5 separate regions of the Mus musculus genome follow, and all the other regions are linked to region 3. A link is a contact called in public HiCAR-type, HiChIP or PLAC-seq and promoter capture Hi-C data. All regions are on one chromosome and are shown on one strand. Each heading gives the region's core, a stretch centred on a gene start, on an enhancer-like site or on the middle of the called end of the contact. The rest is flanking DNA. Distances are from core to core; before and after follow the strand shown. Region 1 holds the start of Anapc1 (anaphase promoting complex subunit 1). Region 2 overlaps Anapc1 (anaphase promoting complex subunit 1). Region 3 holds the start of Mtln (mitoregulin). Region 4 has its middle 3.7 kb from the start of Gm39928. Region 5 overlaps Mertk (MER proto-oncogene tyrosine kinase).

Evidence for each region. Promoter capture Hi-C pulls out the DNA fragments that hold promoters and counts their contacts. HiCAR-type assays count read pairs that join an accessible place to other places. HiChIP or PLAC-seq counts read pairs in DNA pulled down with a chosen protein or histone mark.
Region 1: a contact with region 3 is called in a promoter capture Hi-C map of neural stem cells. The contact joins the promoter of Anapc1 here to the promoter of Mtln in region 3. A contact is called at or near these places in 10 of 39 promoter capture datasets (the 3T3-L1 cell line, the C10 cell line, cranial neural crest and 6 more), 1 of 15 datasets of contacts at CTCF or cohesin (the NIH/3T3 cell line), 3 of 484 Hi-C or Micro-C datasets (bone marrow-derived macrophages, cardiomyocytes and embryonic stem cells), 10 of 115 datasets of contacts at active chromatin or transcription factors (the 230-238 cell line, bone marrow-derived macrophages, embryonic stem cells and 4 more) and 4 of 9 other capture datasets (adipose tissue, embryonic stem cells, liver and 1 more).
Region 2: a contact with region 3 is called in a promoter capture Hi-C map of liver, with 3 times the contacts expected there. The contact joins the enhancer-like site here to the promoter of Mtln in region 3. A contact is called at or near these places in 15 of 39 promoter capture datasets (the 3T3-L1 cell line, the C10 cell line, the HPC-7 cell line and 9 more), 9 of 484 Hi-C or Micro-C datasets (the C2C12 cell line, the HPC-7 cell line, bone marrow-derived macrophages and 5 more), 11 of 115 datasets of contacts at active chromatin or transcription factors (the 230-238 cell line, bone marrow-derived macrophages, effector CD8 T cells and 4 more) and 2 of 9 other capture datasets (adipose tissue and macrophages).
Region 4: a contact with region 3 is called in an H3K4me3 HiChIP or PLAC-seq map of bone marrow-derived macrophages, with 4 times the contacts expected there. The contact joins the enhancer-like site here to the promoter of Mtln in region 3. A contact is called at or near these places in 8 of 39 promoter capture datasets (the 3T3-L1 cell line, cranial neural crest, embryonic stem cells and 5 more), 4 of 115 datasets of contacts at active chromatin or transcription factors (acute myeloid leukemia, bone marrow-derived macrophages, embryonic stem cells and 1 more) and 2 of 9 other capture datasets (embryonic stem cells and macrophages).
Region 5: a HiCAR-type map of astrocytes shows a contact between it and region 3, with 4 times the contacts expected there. The contact joins the enhancer-like site here to the promoter of Mtln in region 3. A contact is called at or near these places in 8 of 39 promoter capture datasets (3T3-L1-derived adipocytes, the HPC-7 cell line, cranial neural crest and 5 more) and 1 of 115 datasets of contacts at active chromatin or transcription factors (astrocytes).

What each region holds. Positions count from the first base shown.
Region 1 is chr2:128,686,145-128,688,844 of GRCm38.p6, reverse strand. It overlaps Anapc1 (anaphase promoting complex subunit 1), which reads left to right and starts at 1,450. Exons shown (of 48, transcript NM_008569.2): 1 at 1,450-1,692. It overlaps Gm39931 (a long non-coding RNA gene), which reads left to right. Exons shown (of 5, transcript XR_001783466.2): 5 at 826-1,028.
Region 2 is chr2:128,611,065-128,613,764 of GRCm38.p6, reverse strand. Anapc1 (anaphase promoting complex subunit 1) reads left to right here. Exons shown (of 48, transcript NM_008569.2): 48 at 702-2,700. The coding sequence ends at 817. Among named protein-coding and RNA genes, the nearest start is that of Gm39929, 7.0 kb to the right of the region's middle. Within about 2 kb of position 1,309, at least 14 of the 459 cell types and tissues checked have an H3K27ac peak or open chromatin away from gene starts, as enhancers often do. A contact at or near this core is called in liver, where this site is marked.
Region 3 is chr2:127,791,200-127,793,899 of GRCm38.p6, reverse strand. It overlaps Mtln (mitoregulin), which reads left to right and starts at 1,412. Exons shown (of 2, transcript NM_001384135.1): 1 at 1,412-1,766; 2 at 2,068-2,518. The coding sequence starts at 1,433. The coding sequence ends at 1,603.
Region 4 is chr2:128,552,020-128,554,719 of GRCm38.p6, reverse strand. No RefSeq gene overlaps it. Among named protein-coding and RNA genes, the nearest start is that of Gm39928, 3.7 kb to the right of the region's middle. Within about 2 kb of position 1,434, at least 26 of the 459 cell types and tissues checked have an H3K27ac peak or open chromatin away from gene starts, as enhancers often do. A contact at or near this core is called in bone marrow-derived macrophages, where this site is marked.
Region 5 is chr2:128,708,155-128,710,854 of GRCm38.p6, reverse strand. The region is part of intron 1 of Mertk (MER proto-oncogene tyrosine kinase); the gene reads right to left. Among named protein-coding and RNA genes, the nearest start is that of Mertk, 11 kb to the right of the region's middle. Within about 2 kb of position 1,339, at least 63 of the 459 cell types and tissues checked have an H3K27ac peak or open chromatin away from gene starts, as enhancers often do. A contact at or near this core is called in astrocytes and liver, where this site is marked.

The DNA of each region.
Region 1 (2,700 bases), core at 201-2,700, 890 kb before region 3:
TCCCCTTTTCCTCCTCAATCCTCTCATGGCCTGGTCTATTCTGCTGCTTGTGTTCAGTCCAGACTCTTCCAGGAACCTCTGGCTGTTCTCTCCCTCATATTCTGAGACCCCGACTTAGAGCGTTTCTCCCTGGGAGGTAAAGCCCCTAAAACATTCCCCCAAGTTTGTTTTCCCTGATCTCTAAAAATACAGCTGGAAAGAAGCTCTTTGTTCTCTATAGCCAGCAAAAAGCCATTTTGTTTCTATACCTTACAACCAGAGATGCGATAATTGTAATTTTACCAAGGACACCCGGCAGAGAAGAGCTGTAGCCCAACTCCTCCCAATTCCTCAATATCTACAATAAAAACCTCCTCAACCATATCTAGGAGTGGTCACGTCCTTGTTTTCATTCACCGACCAGTTTGTTCCCTATCGGTTTGGGTTTCTAAGTACGGCCTCTTCAGAAGGCAATCCCCATCTCCCTCATCCTAGGCTGGCAGTGGCAGAAGATATCATAGACTCAAGGAGAATGACAATGGCTTGGTTGCTCAGAACACAGTGGAGAGTGGGGTATCCTAGTCCAAGTGACTCCTGGTAGGGTTGATGGGGTTGTAGACAAACTGTGTGATGGGGCAAGAGGTAGAGGGTAGAGAATGGAAGCAGTGAGATTGACAGGCCACTTACGTGTGCTCCTTGTTGGGTTTTCTTCTGTTTGTTCTTCCAGATAGCCTAGTGTGTGATAGAAAGGCCTTTGTAGGATAGGGAGGTTTTGCGGGGAGGAATCAAGAGGTCGGAGCAGAGCATGTGGAATATGTGTTAATTTGACTGTTTTTGATTATCCAGGCAAGCGAATTTCAGCTAAGCAGGCATTCCGCTCACCAAGTTCTAAGAGCAAGCCTTCCTGTTGCAGTGCAGCTTCAAGCTCTGAAGGATGGCGTTCCAAGAAAAGGGATGAGAATGAACTAAAATAAATGTGTATCACAATAGACAATTACAGTGAAGTTATCAAATTCCAACAAACTGAATTTTGGAGCAAAGAAATGGACTGGAACTCTTTATTCTTTAGGCTATGATAGGCCTCACCATTTTTTTTTTTTTTTTTTTTTTTTTCTTAGCGATGACGAACAGTTAACGGACTAAAGCCCATCTTGGGTGGGGGTGTGTGATTTCCGGGTAGAGAATTTTCCATGCAATCCTGAGAAAATGAGTGGTCTCCCTTCCGCTCCCATTCATCAGCCAGGAGGCACACATCCCCTTTTGAGATGAGAAGGAAACTCAACCAGCTGGGAAAAAAAATTACCTAACTTAGCTCAATTGAGAAGGTAGTTCAGGATCTTAGAGATTTGGTTTGTTAAAGAGGTAACGTCGTTAAGTGACCGCCTTCGCTATAGGCACTTGCACAGACACCTTTTTCAACTGCGCAGGCGCTAGGTCCTCTCCGCTGCCGCGCGTCCCCAGCCTGGCTCTGCCCTGGCGCGAGGCAGGTCGGGAAATCCAAGATGGCTCCAGCCATTTGAGTTGTTCGCAAGTCTTTGGTGTCCCGCTGCCGCCCATTCTTCCTCCGGCATCCGGGAGGGAAAAGGGATGAGAAACTGGGGCGGTGAGGAGTCATCGTGACGGTCCTGTCGCTGCTCTCGGGCCTTCGCGGCCCTTGTGCCTCCGGGGAGCAGCCGGGGCTCGCAAGCGCCTGACGCGTCCCGAGTTATTCAGGTGCGGGCCGGGCCGGGTCGGGCCGGGCCGGGTCGCGCATCGCTGCGACTTGGTGTTGGAATTTCGCTGCACCGGGTGCCCCAAGGGCTGAGCGCCCCGGGGCTGGCCTTGAGCTCCTGCTGGGGTGAGAGGAACCCCAGTATCAGACTGGGCTTTCCGGGTTGGCCCGACGCGCCATGAGCCGATGCTCCGGCCGCTACGCCGTGGCGCGGTTCACTCAAAAGCACGGAAAGCCTGTTTTTGTAGAGACCCAGCTCAGGGTCCCGCTGTTTGCATATGTTCCTAGTAACCAGTAATGACAGTTTTATTTCTAGCATGTCAACTCAATGCTTTTATGTGGCCTGTAACGAATAACACGTTTAACAACTTTTGGAGAACTGTAAAAGTATTAAGTATGATGTCTTTGGGTTAAAAGGCATCTAACTGAGAAAATGATGCTATAAAAAGTTATCCTGTAGGTTCGTTTTAAGCTAAAAGGGAATGACATTGCATGTTTGCATGAGGAAACGTCGGGTAAAGTTGCAAGTTCTTTAATGTTGACTGCTTTGTTGAATAGAATTTGGAAAGGCCAGCCACATTTTGATAAGCCCCTACTTTTCATAAGGCATATGTGTTTTTCAAGTTCTGTTCTCAATATTGATTTTATTTCTAGGAGGTGAAAAAGAAACTTGGGCCTGTTTTTTGGCGTAATCATTTCAGGAATGACGTTTAAGTCACAGCAAGGAAGATTTTGTAGCTATAGAGGGCTTCGTATAAACTAGAGGCTTTCAGATTGTTAAAAAAAATGATGCCAACAAGACTTTAGATGAGAGCTTCAAGTCAAATTTAGTTAGCAGTTGTTATTCTTAAGTGCCATTTCAAACACTGAGGGTTATAGTGCTGCTAACAAATGCTGTTGTAGAGGTTTCCTCAGAGACAAAAAGGCACATACTATGCCACAGAATGTTTGAATGTTAGTTATCTTTACATGCCGTGTGTCGAAATGTCTGTGAGGTGGATCCCCATGTT
Region 2 (2,700 bases), core at 60-2,559, 820 kb before region 3:
TGGCTTCTGGTGGGGCAAGATTCTTATCTACCTTTTACCCCCTCTATTTTCTTTCTTTGCTCCCCACCCTGTTCTTAATCAAATAAGAAAGTAAACACTGCAGAATGAGAAAAAGAAAAAGTAAAACAAAAGCAGCAGCCCACGTGCAGAGAAACAGGAAGGTGTATAACCCGTGCTGCTGGGACTGTGGGGTGGGGAGGAAAGGAGGAGGAAGCTTGAGAGACTCTTTGGCGATGTGCCTGTGGGTCTAGATCTCGGTAGACAATCGCTTGGGTATTGTCTAAAATCCCAGATATCCAGGCCTCACTCCAGTGAGTATTTGTAAACTGTGGGACCAAGAACAAGAGACAGTAGATTAACTCTCAGTCTTTAGTCTGTTGAGGTTGTTTGTTTGTAAAAGATTGAACTCACAGATCAAAAATCAAGTATTAAAATCAGTTTTCAAAATCACTTATAGTAATTGAAGTTAATTGAATTTAATGTACACAGATAAGTTTTCACAGTGGTTAATTTCTAAAGTACAGAATGGATACATTTAAATTCTTTAATTGTTTTAGGAAATTAAAAATTCAAGGTTTGCCACTGGGGTGCTTTTGTGTAGAAGGAAGGCTTTCTGGCTCAGGTGTGGTGTGCAGAGCTTGGGAGGGCTGTGTGGCTGCGGCTGTGTAGTGATGTCACCTTCTGCATCTCTGTCTCTTTAGGGAGCACAAGCTTTGCTGAACTCCTCTACAGGTTCCGACACCTGAAGATGCCCGTCCGGGCTTTGCTAAGACTGGCTCCTGTGCTGCTTGGGAACCCACAGCCGATGGTCATGTGACCACCTCTGCCGAGGGAAACCCACCCTAGAAATGACTGCGGCACAGAATCCTGATGGCAGCAAAGTGAAGGCAGCATTTCTGTTTTGTAACCAATGGAACTCAGTTGCATACGCCTCACTGTGCTTAAAATTCATGTTGAAAATAAGACAGATAACGCTGGTGCTGTCCACGTGTCATATGATGTATAAAACATCAGTTAAAACTCACATTTTGTAAATAAAGATTTTTGGTTTGTTTTCAAAACTATTGATTGCTTTGGACTTCAGAGAATAGATGGACAGGCTGAGTTTTTAAGCCTTATAACTTTAGTGGTTCAGGTTCTGTACTCAGAAGTGCAAGGCTTAAAAAGCCACATTGTGAAAATGGACTTTGTGCTCTCCGGGAGCGTTTGTGTGTTGTCTGTTACGTAACAGTTATCTTCTCTACAATGAGTCTGTGCTTCCCGTGGTGGATGGATGACAGACAGCGTTACTGCCAGCAGTTTTCTACTGAATGAAGAATTGCTCAGCATGGAGTACTGGACTGTGCCCAAGCCCTGACCTTGGTGCAGCTGTGTAGGCTGCAGCTCTTTGGAGGTAATCGAGGTTAAAGGGCACTCTAAGGGGGAGTCTATTTGGTAGAATCGATGTCCTGCTCAGAAGAGGAAAAAGAGATGATTTTCTCTCTGTACCATGTGAGAACTCATAGCACAACTGCTCACAAACTAAGAAGATTCCCTTGTGAGGAACCAGTCAGACAGTCTTGAGCTTTAGCACCTAGAAGTATTAAGCGATAAACTCCTGATGCTTGTCTGTGGTACTTGGTGTTTGCAGCCTGTGCAGGCTGTGCATGACACCTGCTCAAAATACTGAAAATACAGAATTACCGCCACAGAGGAGTGTTAAGAAATACGGAAATCAGTCTATCTGAACTAAAGGTCTGGAAAGTGCTTTTGCATTCTGAGTTTCAGGACAGCTCATGATGCCCCATGTAACAGGAACAACACTCCTTTCACTCCATTTCAACCTGTGCTCACAGCTTTCTCTCAGACCAGTGTGACTGTAAACAAGTAGGAACTGCAGAATGCCTACTCGTTAACTTCCCGCTTGTTTCTGAAAAAGCCAATAGAAATTGCTGCGTTGGGATTTGGTAATGTCCATCTGCCTGCCTGCCTGCCTGCAGCAAGGTAATTTGTGGCTGACCTTGAGGGCAAAATGTGCTTTCCTTCACTTTTAGATTAGGGATTGCAATTAAATGGCAGTTGGTGATGAACATTCAATTTGTATCAATATTGAACCCACTGTCCAAGTTATTTTTCACTCTCAATTGTTAATGGCTGCCATGGGAGGACTTGAAAGAGAGGACTGAATTCAGTGGAAACAGCATTGATGGGCCTTTTTGTCCGCTGGACGGACACCAAGAAGAGATTCTAGTGCTCTTGAGTCAACCATGTTAGGATCTTCAGATAAACTATTTACTAGTCTCCAAACCATGCTGTGGGAACCAGTCTTACCATGCACAGCAGCCAGCCTCCTGGGAACCACGTCAAGGGAAGAGCCCGAGAAACACCTGAAGTGTTCTAGTATCAAAAGTGGCACTTGTGACTACAAGGGAAGGCTGATTGCCCAGGACGTTGCTTCACCTCTGATACATGTGGAATGGAGACACAAGGGGCAGCTGCTTTGAGTGTAGGTACTGTCCAGCAGACAGACAATGGAGCGGTGTGCTCAGATTCTTTCCCCAAAGGGTACTGACGTCTGTCCTTCTCTCTCTTGGTCTAACGTGGGAGTGAAGGAAAACTGAGCTCAGATGCCAAACTTCATCTACACTACTCCATCATAGTTCTCAACATTCTGGACTCTACCCTATCTGCTACACCCAACCCTGCTCTGGTCTGCTGCTG
Region 3 (2,700 bases), core at 163-2,662:
CCGCCTGTTCCAGAAGCTGTCAGGTTCTCTGGCGCACCCTCTCACCTGTTCAGACTAATTTCCTAAGTTCGGCGGGTCCCGGACCAAGATGGCGACCGCTGCTGCTGTGGCTTAGGTCGCCTCCCCAGCCGGGCGGGCACCTGTCCTCCGGTCCGGAAGGTGGCTGGCTGTCCCCGGCCCACACAGGGTGCTGCCTCAGCCCCTCTGTGCTTCTGCCTGTTCCAGAGGCTGTCAGGTTCTCTGGCGCACCCTCTCACCTGTTCAGACTAATTTCCTAAGTTCGGCGGGTCCCGGACCAAGATGGCGACCGCTGCTGCTGTGGCTTAGGCCGCCTCCCCAGCCGGGCGGGCACCTGTCCTCCGGTCCGGACGGTGGCCGGCTGTCCCCGGCCCACAAAGGGTGCTGCCTCAGCGCCTCTGTGCTTCCGCCTGTTCTAGAAGCTGTCAGGTTCTCTGGCGCACCCTCTCACCTGTTCAGACTAATTTCCTAAGTTCGGCGGGTCCCGGACCAAGATGGCGACCGCTGCTGCTGTGGCTTAGGTCGCCTCCCCAGCCGGGTGGGCACCTGTCCTCCGGTCCGGAAGGTGGCCGGCTGTCCCCGGCCCACACAGGGTGCTGCCTCAGCGCCTCTGTGCTTCCGCCTGTTCTAGAAGCTGTCAGGTTCTCTGGCGCACCCTCTCACCTGTTCAGACTAATTTCCTAAGTTCGGCGGGTCTCAGACCAAGATGGCGACCGCTGCTGCTTCTCTTTTTTAAGTACTTAAAGGTCATTGGTCTGACAATGTCCACTTTTTATTCCATTGATGAGAGCTGTGGCTATTGCATTGACACTAGTAACTTGGAAGATTATATATTAAAATACCCTGTATACTGGGGTAAGAGAAAACGTATTAAAGACCATTTCATCTAAATTTGTTCTTTTTAAGTGTTATTAAGTTTTTTTCTCTATTTGTTTATTTTAAAATCGAGTTACCAGAAAGCTTAGATAAGAAAAACGAACAAAGCCGGGCGTGGTGGCGCAGGCGTTCCAGCACTTGGGAGGCAGAGGCAGGCGGATTTCTGAGTTCGAGGCCAGCCTGGTCTACAAAGTGAGTTCCAGGACAGCCAGGGCTATACAGAGAAACCCTGTCTCGAAAAACCAAAAAGAAAGAAACAAAACAAAACAAAAACGAACAATAGTAGATAACACTTCGGGTATGATGCAAGTGAATATCTGACTAATGTCAAACAAGAAATGTAGAAGAAACGCGGAGCCCATCAGAAACCAAGACCATCTCACATCACAGTTAAGACTCCTGATCTAAGAGTCAGGGAACTCTGCTTCCTTTCCTGTCCTTTCCTCGCGCAGACTCAGAGCGGGCCTCAAGCGAGCGCTGTGGCATCTGATCCTTGCGCCAATCCGTAGCTCACTCTACTTTGTGCTGAGTGGTTGCAATGGCGGACGTGTCTGAGAGGACGCTGCAGGTGTCCGTGCTAGTGGCTTTCGCCTCTGGAGTGGTCCTGGGCTGGCAAGCGAATCGGCTGCGGAGGCGTTACCTAGACTGGAGGAAGCGGAGGCTGCAGGACAAGCTGGCAACGACTCAGAAAAAGCTGGACCTGGCCTGAGCACGCGCTGCAGCCCGAGTCCGCCGGGTTCTCACTCCCTAAGCCCAACGCAGCCCGGATCGTGGGAGCCGCGCGACCCAGGAGTCGTCCTTGCACGGCTTGCAAGAACATGGCTTGCTTCAGAAAGAAAATAGTTTTGTCTTCTCTAACAACTTACTTTCAGGTATTAACAGCTCAGTTTGCTGAGGGTATTTAATGGGAATGTTTTACCACGTGCGATGCAGTTACACCTTAACATTTAACTTCGAAATGGGGGAGGGAGTCATTTCACGCCCAGCCTCCACATTCATAGGGTCCACAGTGGCTTTTTAACGTGGATGGCAGGAGCTTTGCGTTTCATCATAGTTATTCTTCAGTCCTATAGTTTTCTTCTCTTAGTTCATGGTTTGCGATCACAGTACAGAAATTTGAAGTTAAAGATACTACTGTGTTACTGATTTTTTTTTCTTACTGTTTTTCAACAGCTTGTCGAAGATGAAAATAAAAAGCACTGGAGAGAAATAATTTCTTGCACTTTATGAATCTATTTTTAAAATAAAAAATTAAACATCTTTGAATCTTTTTCCTCCTCACAAAAGAAAGCAGTATTTTTGCCTACCATTCAGTTTGCTGCAGTAAGAGATTTGGAGCCTGAAAGCAGAGACTTTCTGATGGAATCTCACCTTGGTACAGCCTGGAGGCAGATCTGATCAACGGACCATTATGAGTCATTTTTCTAGACATATTCAGAAAACCTAGGAGCTGTGTCAAATGCCTGAATTAAGCATTACAAATGCAAGATATTTGCACTTTGAAGAATGTAGAGAGTAAAAAAACTAAAATTAAAAAAAATAATGCATGTGATATAACGGAATATATATGTGAAAGAGAAACTGTTGAGTAAGCTTAAAGATAAATGCCAGTCCTATCAAGTGACCAAAGCCTTGGTTATTTATAAGATGTATTTCTGACGCATTGTCTACATTTTTAAGAAAATCAGTTTGTTCTCCAGGGAAACACCATGGCCCATTTTCCTAGGATTATTGAGCCTTATATGTGACTTAGATCTTATTCTATGAATCCAGCAAGGGCTGAAACGCCAGTTTTCAGAGAGCCAT
Region 4 (2,700 bases), core at 185-2,684, 760 kb before region 3:
GCAAGCTCACAGCTGGCAACAGGTTCATGCTCTCTGTGCACTGTGACTGCAGCGTCTCATTTCCCTCTCCTGGAGAGCCAGAAGGGAGCCATAACTTAATGGCCTTTCTCTTTCCCCTAACACTCATGTACCAAACCAGAGATGGCTGCTCTGAGAACCCAGCAAGAGTGTCACACCCACCAATGAAAATGCATGGGCTACAGAACCTGAAAAGGGCCTGTGAACCTGGGCCAAGAAGAGCCTGTATCTTGGAGAAGGGCCTGTCTCCTGCCATCTACACTTCTTCCTTAGAGACTTGCAGCTATGACTCTTTAGCAGGAGTCACCAGGGTTGCCAACTCTCAGGGTGTAAGTGGGAACAACGCCAGCCTTGAAAGATGGCTGGGTCACCCATGGAAGGAGTTACAGAGACAAAGTTTGGAGCTGAGACAAAAGGATGGTCCATCTAGAGACTGCCATATCCAGGGATCCATCCCATAATTAGCCTCCAAGCGATGACACCATTGCATACACTAGCAAGCCTTTGTTGCAAGGACGGTGATATAGCTGTCCCTTGTGAGACTAGGCCGGGGCCTAGCAAACACAGAAGTGGATGCTCACAGTCAACTATTGGATGGATCACAGGGCCCCCAATGGAGGAGTTAGAGAAAGTACCCAAGGAGCTAAAGGGAACTGCAACCCTATAGGTGGAACAACATTATGAACTAACCAGTACCCCAGAGCTCTTGACTCTAGCTGCATATGTATCAAAAGATGACCTAGTCGGCCATCACTGGAAAGAGAGGCCCATTGGTCAGGCAATCGTTATATACCCCAGTACAGGGGAATGCCAGGGCCAAAAAATGGGAATGGGTGGGTAGGGGAGTGGGGGGGGGGGACTTTTGGGATAGCATTGGAAATGTAATTGAAGAAAATACGTAATAAAAAAAAAAAAAAGAAAAAAGAAAAAGAAAGATGGCTGGGGCCACAGGAGACAGCTGCTAGCAGGTCTTCGTGAGACTGCCTAGTCACGGGCTATACAGGTTAAAAACAGAGATGGGGGGCCAGGACACCCTGGTTTTTAACATATACTTGTTGCTTTGGCCCCATCTTCCAAACCTAAGTAGCATCTAGCCTTCTGTACTATGGGCAAGTTGAGGCCAGACAGTGGGAAATAGTGTGTCCTACCCTTGCCATCCCATGGCCTACCTTCCCCCAAGCAGCTGTCGCATGGCTGGAAAATTGTTGATTCTTGCCTTTCACCAAACCTGCATGAGGCTTGGTTGGCATGTTGGCAGAGAGAGCCTACAAATGCTCCTAGTATGCATGGCCCAGCCACATCTCCCGCATTTTAGAATGAATAAACCTCTTGTTGAGATGCCACCCTAGCTTGGATCACTCTGTGCTAAGCCCAGGGATCTGACCCTTGTGGAATTCCCCGGATGTTAGGGTGTGGCAGTCTCCTGAGACATTTCAGGACAATGGGGTTGTGAAAAGTTCCGAAAAAGCTGCCAACACTCAGATTCTAGCTCTGACCATGATTGAAGTTCTAAAGCTCTCTGAAGCTAGGGTTCCTCAGGAGGGATAACAATAGGAAGCAAGTTACCAGGTTGCTGGGTATGAGATGAATTCATTCTTACAGAATTAGCTCAGCACCAGACGGGCTCAGGAGTCATTCACATCCCTGGATAGGGCGTAGCCTTGACCTACTTCTCCTTCTCAGAGGGAAGCAGGCTTAGTGGGCCCCTTCTCCTTGTTGGTTACACAGAGATTTCCTTTAAATCCTTTAAGTGCAGTGTTTACTATGAGGGAACTGATTTGGATCAGTTGCTGGACTTCACAAACACATCGATGATAGATGTGTCTGTCTGTTGAGCAAGAACTTCTGGGGTGGGGCCTCCACTGGCTGGTTCTATATGGGGGTCAGATATTTCAGAGTCCTAAATGAAGCCAGCTTGTGCCCAGTGTAGTTACCTTTCTTACTGCTCTGGCAAAATACCTGACAAGGCAGTTTTGGGAGTGAAGCATTTATTGTGGTTCATGGTTTAATAAGGGACACAGTCCATCAACAGGAATCTGAGGAGACACACCACACTGTCTTGGCAGCCCTGTAGCAGAGAGTAGTCAGGAAGTGAGTGGGTCCCCCCACCAGTGAATCACTTCCTCCAGGAAGGCTCTACCTCCTAGGCTCTACAACCTTCCTCCGGAACAATGCTACCAGCTGGGGATCAAGTGTTCAAACACTTGAACCTGTGTGGGACATTTTGAGTTCAAGCCGTAATGGGCTCCTTCTGAGTTAAAGCTTGCCTGAGCTGGGCAATGCAGCCCTGCCAGTGGATGAGTGGTGGTTAGGACTCGCCTAAGGGTTCTTGTGACCTGGCCCAGCACCTCCTACCTGGGATGGGACCCTCCCCCGCCTCCTGCTTTGAACATTCTCCTTAAGTGCTGGGCTGGGGTGAGGATTTACTCACGTGCCCTGTCCTGTTCCCTCTCCCATGTGCTGACTCACCTGTGGTTTCAGTTCCCAGAACCTCTTGTGCTGTGTTTTGGTTGCGGGAGTCATGTGTGCACCTTGCCTCTTCCCACGGCTGAGGCTGAGCCCGAGCCTGGCCTTACTCCTGTTACCACATCCAGACCTTCCCAGAAAACATTGCAAGCATACACCATGCAATTTTCTAACTCGTGAGAAAAGAAGTAGAGAGTGACGTGCCATGCCGTCCAT
Region 5 (2,700 bases), core at 90-2,589, 920 kb before region 3:
TAAGGGCCAAGTTCTTCCTACACTTCCTCTTGGAAGGTAGGAAAAGGCTCCCCAGCCTTTTGCAAGTATCAGACTTTAGACATACTGGCTCTAGCATGGCCAGACAGGGCAAGTCCCACTCCCAAAGGCAGAGTCCATAGGTCCTGGGCTGCCCTGCGCAGTTGGGCTTTGCAAACGTTTTGTAGATGAGTTTAAAGCTCACCTTACTAGCTGGGCGGTGGAAGCACACGCCTTTAATCTCAGCCAGGGTTATAAAGGGAAAGTCAGTCTTGAAAAACAAAACAAACAACTAAAAACACACCACTTCACCTCCTGTTGATAGCCTCTGCCTCAGTCGAGTTTTGGCTTGCATTTAACTGTGTATAGCACATTGTCCGTCCGTCCCCCCCAAACATAAAATTACACCCTAACACTAAATGAATAGATGTTTAGAATTGATGCCAGTCTCCCCCCAGGCCCTGAGGCTGCTGCTGCTTTCTCTAAAATGCATGCCCCATCCCATCCACTCCAGGAAAATTTAGAGTCCTCCCTGCTCCTCAGAACCCAAGAGCCCACACTCGCAGCACATTTGATGGGAAGACCTCATGGTTTGTTCAGGGAAGTCTACAATTTTTAATAAGATGACTTTGCATTTCAAGACTATTCTATTTCTCCAGCTAGAGCTGGTGGGGCTGTTTCACTGAGGGGGGTGGGGAACACAGGCAGACAACATGGACACTACCAACACTTGAAGAGCCAACTGAGTGATCGTGTTTTAAGTCTGACTCAGCCCTCAGTCTCCATTTCCTCGTTGCAGAATGGATACCGACCGCTGCTCAGTTTCAGAATCAGGACTCAGCGCTCTGGGCCAGTTTCAAGAAAGTGTTCCACCTCCTTCGCCTCCAGGTAGAAATGTGTGCTACACAGACTCTCATCTATCTGCTCTGCCTGCTGATAAATGGGCACAGTAACCTAAATAACCCTGCAAGACAAAATCTAACCTAAGATGAGAGCCTCCATCTTGGTCTCCCAAACTGGCTTTTGTTGTTGATATTGTTTTAACTAGTTCTAAATCCAATGAGCTTCCTTTTAAATTTTGCTCGTAAAATTTTAGAGAACTTTAATTTCATCCACCATTTCCAAATCATGTGGAGAATTGTCAAATGCTTACAGGCTGGTTTCATTTCCTGTGTACCCAGAGAGGCTGAGGGTCATTTACAGCAAAACTGGAACACCAGCCACCAGATACAAGCCGCAAATGGGGAATCCATGAATATTTATCACCTCCCAGAGAGTTTCTTGAGCAGTGTGAGGACAGAAAGCAACTTCAGCTAGTGTGAGCCCGTTCTAATATTCGCCACAAAGACAGCCTGTTCTTGCTTGTGAAACTCCTCATCAAAGCCATAAAGGAGGCCGGTCTGCGGTTAGTAGCTTTAACTAGAAGCCCTGAGGCTTAAGATAGCAAAGCAACATTTTCTCCAAAACAAACAAGGCTTTCCTTTGTGTGTCTAATGAGGTGAGAATGTGTCTAAGGCAGATCCTACCACGCTTAGGGTCCCTGGTAATTAGAGCTTGCAAGACCAAGCAGCTCCAGGGTGCCCAACCCATGGCTGAATGTGGCTGAAAGTAGCTATGAGTGCAAACCAAATAAAATTGTAAACTAACTTTAAACATTTTGATGTTTGTGTGTGTGTGTGTGTGTGTGTGTGTGTGTGTGTGTGTGTGTGTGTGTGATTTTGTTTAATAGCTCAATTGCATGTTTTCTGAGTGTGAGTAAACCCTACATGTGTTGTAATTGTCAAAAGGTTGGATATACCCGCCAGAAAAGGGATCTGTATCAGAGAGCGTTTACCTAATTGTACACCTGAGGCCCATCAGTTGTGGACAGTCCCTCCAGAGGGGAAACTGGACAGGAACTAACTCTGTATGGACCACATCATGCTGGGCTAGAGAGCACCTCTGAAGAGGCCAGCTGAGAAATCCTGGAAGGTTCTAAGTACAAAGAGACACGTAGGCACATCAAATGAATTGTTGGGGTGGGGGGAAGCATTGTTGGGGTAATGAAATAAAATGGGAATATCTTGTTTTTGGATATAAAACTTCTTGTGTATGACCTTGACCTACATGTAGTAGTTTGAATATGCTTGACCCACAGGAAGTGGCACTATTAGGAGGTATGGCCTTGTTGGAATAGGTGTGGCCTTGTTGTAGGAAGTATGTCACTGTGTGGGTGGGCTTTGAGGTCTCCTAGTGCTCAAGCTCTGATCAGTGCAGAAGAGACCCTCCTTTTGGCTGCCTGCAGGAATCCTGGGTGCCTTCAGATCAAGACTTGTTAGCTCCTCCAGCACCATGTCTGCCTGGATGCTGCCATGCTTCCCACCACGATAATGGACTGAACCTCTAAAATTGTAAACCAGACCCAAATAAATGTTTGCCTTTATAAGACTTGCTTTGGTAATGGTGTCTTCTCATCAATAACCCAAACTAAGACAGAAGTTGGTACCTGACTAGAGGAGCAGAAGTATAAGGATGAATCTTAATTATCTGGAATAGCCTTTATAATTTCCCGGTGACTTCTAATTCACTAGCACCTTTAGCTACTGAAACCTCTCTACTCACCCTCTCCTGAGAGCTCAGAGAATATAAAAGGCCCATGGTGAAAAATTATATTTCAACCTTGTAGAGGTAAATGCCTTTGTTTATCTTGATCCAACAATTGTG